Regions from separate parts of the Gasterosteus aculeatus genome. Here region 2 is linked to region 1. The links are chromatin contacts, called in public Hi-C maps. All regions are on one chromosome and are shown on one strand. Each heading gives the region's core, a stretch centred on a gene start, on an enhancer-like site or on the middle of the called end of the contact. The rest is flanking DNA. Distances are from core to core; before and after follow the strand shown. Region 1 holds the start of nr2f1a (nuclear receptor subfamily 2, group F, member 1a). Region 2 overlaps LOC120831244 (multiple C2 and transmembrane domain-containing protein 1).

Region 1 (3,343 bases), core at 122-2,621:
AGAGACGGGATCTCAAAAGGACGGGGCAGTGCAAAGTCAAATCGAAGCACGCAATCTCATACGGGGTAAGAATGAGAGTAGAACGCGATCGATGCAATCAAAATACAGGGGGATTGAAAAGGCACCCGATCAGGATTTGCAAGTATCGGGAGGCCAGTTCCAAGGTAAATCGCAGTCAGCCATTCAGGAATCCCTAATCTTGTGAAAAGCAGAGTCCGGTCGTAGCAAATTGCAGTTTGATACAAAATAGCCACAAAGAGACGGCAGGAGCGATTCACATGGACGCAGGAACGAGGGAGGAAAAAAAAACCTTTTGCTGGAAAGGCACGCGATCCAAAGTGCTGCGGAGATAAATTCCTTTCTCCTTTCTTCCCCTTGCTCCTTTACACTCCCGTCTTCGTCGTTTAAGGAGTGGAGGGAAAAAAACTGAAGAGCCGGATTTTCACATCTATATTCTTAAATAAGCCTCATCATCGCGCCCAGCAGCAAAAGCAAACCGCGTCGCCGAATGAAGTGCCCATGTATAGTTTCACCTCTCTCCAGCAGGAGGAATGGAGATACGACGAGAAAAGATGAAAAAAAAGAAGACCAACAGCAACAACTAATAGAATATGCAAGAAGAAGGAGAGACCCAAAAAATGAATGCGCTTAAACGGGAGGACCAGCAGAGCAATGTTTCCGAAACGAGGGATCTGCGCGAATGTCTGTATATAGTGAACTTTGACACTACTATTGAAACTGACACGTTTCTATGGAGATCGCTGCGCCTTATATGGTGCTCGTGTCAAGGAGCCAAGAGAGGGGCTGCTGGAGACTGATAATCAAAGGCGACTGACTGGCCAGAGCCCTGCATAGAGGAGGAGGATAGGAGGAGAGGGGGGAGATAGGGAGAGAGAGAAAATGGGAGGCTAAGGTTATAGCCAAGCCCTCTCTTTCTTTCTATTGGTTAGAGTCCCCCTCTGTTCATTCACTGCAAAAAATGTCCATCTCGACAAGTCATCCGGTCCCGTGTTCAAATCTTTAAATGTTATATTTCTTATTAAACACAGTACAAAATAGCCAAGTGCCGATTACGCGCATCCGCTTGTTTCCAACCGCTATCGCGTTTCATTTTACAGGTGCCAATACAATGAAATAAAGCCAAGTACACAAGGATATCCCCTTTGTAAATGAACAATCGATGTAATAACATTTACATTGACGGCTTGATTAGCATTGCATGGCACAAGTGGGAGCATCTCACGTTGATGGAAGATCCAGTCTCCTCTTTTGGTAAATTCAAGATTTTCCGACTCAATACTGAACAGACTAATGTCTGGGCATGGATATTTTTTGCAGTGTTGCAATCTACGGCTGGAGGGGCTGGGGGGCTTTGACAGGCACAATTTACATTGAGCTCGCCCCGCGCTGCTATTTACTTTGAAACCTGATTAGTATGGGCCGTCTATTGTCACCAAAAAGAGGAAGAAACCCTGAATAGAATAGCAGAAAAAGCGGGCTAAAGGCAAAAGGGGACAAAGCTTTTTTACGCACGACAAATAGTCCAAAAACTAGGCGCAACGGCGAAAAGGGGACTATGGCTCAGAAATTCCCCCGAAGTTTCAAAATGGTCTGTCTTAGACTCGTATCTTTATTATAAAATGAACGGGTGCCGGTATTATTTCGAAGCGAATTGAAATGCCCACACATTGTTGCCTCGTTGGCATGCGCATTGCGGTACACCCTCGTCTATAACCGGCACAGTCTCGCCGATTAAAACTTACAATGTATTTAAAACTAGATATGAAGGTTAACAAAATGCCAACAGGGAAAATAATGCAGAAAAGACAATGTGTTATACAAACGGGACGTCGTGCGAGCGGTCGAAAATCTCTAAAATTAGACCGAGTAATAAGCAATATTCCATAATTACTGAGGTCCTATAGTCTTCACAATCACTGAGCTGGTGTCATATTATGTCTTAATAATGACAGTAATTCAAAATCATGCAAAGTTGCATGGAATTTACATGGGGATTCCGGCTTTTTGTGTGACGGTTTCTGCAGGCTTACCACCTCGAACTAAAAAATGTCTGGATCGCGCTGCCATCTAGCGTACATTGTACAATTACAACCATATATATTAATGCATGCACGAGTCATCAAACATGAATTTTTAAAACATAAAAGTTGATTTTAGAAATGAAATAAGAAACGTTTTGCGTACCATTTCCCCTTCTATTATTTTACTTTCTCAAAACAGCATCCCTTTGATGTTCAGGTCGAATGACATAGAAAAAACCTGTTATGGACAACAATGAATAAAGTAGTTTTTTTTTAATTGAAATATTGTTAGTCCCCAAAATGTACCATTTATTTGACTGGATGTGATTTAGATGGAACACACAGTTAAATAGATGTGCGTTAGTCGTTATCAAAAACAGTGTATTAACACTATACTGTAAAAGACTAATCGTTACCTAATACAAACCGTATGTCGTACAAATAAACCAAGTTGTTGTAAACAAGCTTCAACCAAGCTAAGAAATTAGCAGGTATAAGAGAGCCTAAATATGCAAGTGCCCCCTTTCAAAGCGCATAGGAGGGATGGGTTGTTTTTTAAGTATTCAAGAGCTCTCTCTCCCGTCCCTGTCTCGGACACTCCGCTAAAACTCCCCGGCCACATCTCCAGCTCCTCGAAAAGGTGAAACCAATAACATTAAATCGGACAAAGATTTTTTTTCCCCCCCTCCAGTGAGTGTATCATTAAGATTTAACTCGGCAGATTGGAAACGGGGCTCCGCTCGATGCGAGTAGAACGCGAGGCGCAGCGAATGGGAGCGGGCTATAGGGGCACCAGTGCAAAGCCCGGAGACGGCCAGAGGAGAGCAAGAGGGAGAAAGTGGACAGTCGGACATTAAAAGAAGAAGCACCGGCGACGGCGGTAAACCGAGGAGCGGCTTTCTGCCTGCATGAAAGCAACCCGCGATAAGGCAAGTACATTATTAATTCCTCACTTCTCCTGGTTTGCACACGCGCTCCGAGCGCAGCGCTCAACGATCTGCGTCACGCCGCAGGACCGTTAACTTTAAACCGGGTCGCCGAACTGGGTAGTGTCAGAAACTTTTGAACAGCGGAGAGTCGTAATCTTTGCCCCACATCACCACCGTTTATGCGACCCGTCCCCCGTCCCCCGTCCCCCCTCCCCATCCACCCCCCAAACACCCCCTTATTCCCGCTGCCCTCGGTGATTTGCACACCAGATAGAAGTGACTCGAGGCGAGGAGGTCGCGCCGCTGGACACGGGAGCGTTTTTCTCCTGTGTGCACGTCTCACCTGCAAGTCTATTTGTTGTTTCAACACAT
Region 2 (3,160 bases), core at 261-2,760, 330 kb before region 1:
TGTTTTGATTTTTTTTCATGTTATACAAAATGATTGGCTTTGACACATCAGGCTTCGTCATTCACGCTTTTTATCGGATGAACAGCATTAACGGTGCAGCAGAGCTTTGTGCTGCAGGAGTCCAGCAGGGGGCAGTCTAGCACCACAGAATGCTGGGGAAGTCCATTCACTTAACAGGACACAGACTCCCTCCCTCTCTCCTTCTCCAGAACTTAACAGGACTTCTAGTCGCTATCTGGCAACACTTAGTGCCAGCATGGAAGTTGATGTAAGGAAGATAAAGGGGAACTCTGAAATCCAAACTTCAGTTTCACTCCACTGAGACAGAGCAGGGGGAAAGTTAGCCCGGTGTGTGGTTAATGTAAGCCAAAGTACTGAGTATTACCCTCCCACGGTGCCGCGGCTCGGAGCCGTAAGGACACGGGCTGTGTTTTGAAACAAATAGTGCAAGATGCAACTCTCAACCCGCCGCAACGCGTGCTTGAATAAATCATTTTGACTTTTCTGTTTTGTTAACATTTTCAAATATCTTCATGTGTTTGGGGGGATTTCTTAATATTACGAGAAAGCAGCAAAGATATTAACCTCGCTAAAATTCAACTTCAGAGACATGTCAGAATAAATGAGTGTGCTGCTTCTGTGTGTTGGTATTTTAGCCAGAAATTGTACTAGTTGTACTGCCACGGTTTTACTTTTTAATTGTCTATTTTAATTATACGTCTCATTTTAATTTCAAATTCCCAGTTCAAATGCAGCCTTTAAGTATATTTGAAATGGTTTGCAGTTTTGTCAGTGGAAAATATTGTTTTACTCTGTTTAATGACAGTTAAATAGTGATGTTGTTAGAAATTGAAGTATGTTTCACCAAAGTCCGTGCAAATCACTTAAAGAAGAAACGATGATAGAAAATAAAATAGTTTAAAGGGAAAATCGCTGCTACTGGTTTTGTTGTCAAAATCATTATTCACTACTATATCAACTAATATCATTACAATAGTAGTAAGAGAATAGAGAAATATGGAAAAGTATTTTGTTTCGCAAACTAATAGAATTTACACTTATTTACATGCTCTCAAAAATAAGTTGGAGTTTGCATGATTCAAATAATAGAGAAGTACATATACAGAGAAAGATAACGAACTCTTCGTATGCATGTTTTACATTAACACACCGGTTAGAATCCAGCAGCCTGAAGTAAGAGGCGGGCATGCCTCATGTTCAGATACCGTGATCCATCACAGACCACCTCTCAATGCGTCTCTGACCACACAGAGTCGTCCATTGATGTATTCCACGGGGACAGATTGTTCACGTAGACTACATCTGGGGCTTCATTTAGCTTTTTTTTTTTTTTACTTCTATTCACAACGTTTTTTATTCTTGCGTCCCCCCCTCCGCCTCTCTGGTCGCTGACATCCACAGCAGGCGGCTTCCCACTCCCTCTTCCCCAGGCGGAGAACCCGCTATCTTGTGTAGCAAGCAATGGGGGGGTGGCAGGGATCGCCTGGTCCTGGTGGAAAGGTCCAGGCACTGCAGGGCCCCTATTACCCAGCCGGGGGGCACGGAGATGGGGCAGAGCTGGCCACTGCTGAGCCTGGGTGTCCGGTTCCTCTCGCTGCCTGTCAAAACTTCGCCCTCAGCTACTATAACAAAATGGAGAAGGAATGAAGGGGGGACGGCAGGTTAAACAACCTCGGGCAAATGGAGAGGGAGAGAAAAAAAAAAGCAATGTTTTTTTAAACATAAAAGAGGGTATTAAGGTTTCACATAAACATCAGGATAGAGAGGAGAAATTCATTTGTTGTGTGATAATGATACAGTGAGCGATCACAGGACCAGGCACTAAAATGATTTACCGTACAATAGATGTAAAGCGTATTTATAGCCGGAGCGCACAGTGTGCATCTGCATGAAGATTTTTGTTAGTGTGCAGGTATTAATAGCTTCCACCAGAATAGGTTTAAGTCAAGTGAGCTCCTTGTTTTGTTTGACTGAAGACGCGTCTGCACGTCGTTTGGTTACGGATTATTCCAGTGCTAATCAGTGTTACAGATTTGCAAATTATACTAATTTGTAGAAAGATTTGTGGGATCATTTTAGAATGGTTTAATTTTGTAGTGTGTAAGCATGTGTTTGTCTGTATGCAAGTTTCTGTTGTTGAGCCTACACAGTCCTAACAGCTTCTTCTTTTATTTGAAGGGAAATTGTTGTTTGGCTTATTAGTATACAAATATGAATTATTGAATAGTTTCTTGCCAATTCTCCTACACAGTTGTATCAGAGAGACTCTTTGTATTTCAGAAAGTGAAGTTGAGCCTGAGAGAGACGGAGAAAGAGTTCAATCCTTTGGGAGATTTTGTTGTTGCACCAAGGCCATTCAGGTTTATTTGAAAAATACATTTAGCTGTGAGCAATATGCAAATGCACTGGACATTTTGAATGTTCAATTGCTGTCTGCTCTTGCTTCGTTTACACTGTCAGTTCATTTTACACAAAGTTTCAGTTCTATTCCAAAGACTGGAATCAAGCCTTTAAAACTTTACATGAAATGTGGAAAAAATAAAAAATGTTTAACAGTGCAATTGTGAAGGCTTGTTTTCATTGCTGTTCAGATGTGTGTGTGTGTGTGTGTGTGTGTGTTTGTGTGTGTGTGTGTGTGTGTGTGTGTGAGTGAGAGAAAGACGATCGGATCACAGAGCAAATGCAAATGTGTGTGTCTGCAGTTTAGCGTCCTACAAACTACTCCGGCAGCGGCTGAACTGCATACACACTTGAGGGGCTGGTGAACCTTATATTCACAATAACCTTGCACTGTAAACCTGACAAAGAGCACTTGTTTTTTATTCTCCCCCTCCCAAGATCTCTTTTGTTCATTGTTCATATTTTTAGTAATGGATTTCAGGTACTTGAATCTGATAAATATGTTACAGTTTTGGAAATGGATTTAATTTCTCAGCATTAGTTGTATTTGCTGCTTTTAGCAATCATGAAAAATCTTTGTATACTAATATAAAAATACATGTTTTTTTTGGTTGCATTTCTCTCTAATAGATTTTATTCCCACAAATAAATGAGTTCTTCCAGCTTAACTCTTTGGAAAACTGTTTACACAATACTAATTAACACAATTCCATTTCTGTCACCAGCAATCTCACTTCTC

What was found. Hi-C and Micro-C count contacts between places; a contact is called where the count stands out from the background.
Region 2: a Hi-C map of skeletal muscle shows a contact between it and region 1, with 2.7 times the contacts expected there. The contact joins the enhancer-like site here to the promoter of nr2f1a in region 1. A contact is called at or near these places in 3 of 6 Hi-C or Micro-C datasets (skeletal muscle, tail fin and whole body).

Annotation. Positions count from the first base shown.
Region 1 is chr13:12,741,691-12,745,033 of fGasAcu3.hap1.1, reverse strand. nr2f1a (nuclear receptor subfamily 2, group F, member 1a) reads right to left here and starts at 1,371. Exons shown (of 3, transcript XM_040195739.2): 1 at 1-1,371. LOC120830818 (a long non-coding RNA gene) reads left to right here and starts at 2,579. Exons shown (of 4, transcript XR_013452118.1): 1 at 2,579-2,682; 2 at 2,764-2,971.
Region 2 is chr13:13,075,046-13,078,205 of fGasAcu3.hap1.1, reverse strand. The region is part of intron 14 of LOC120831244 (multiple C2 and transmembrane domain-containing protein 1); the gene reads left to right. Among protein-coding and RNA genes, the nearest start is that of LOC120831247, 54 kb to the left of the region's middle. Within about 2 kb of position 1,510, at least 1 of the 9 cell types and tissues checked has open chromatin away from gene starts, as enhancers often do.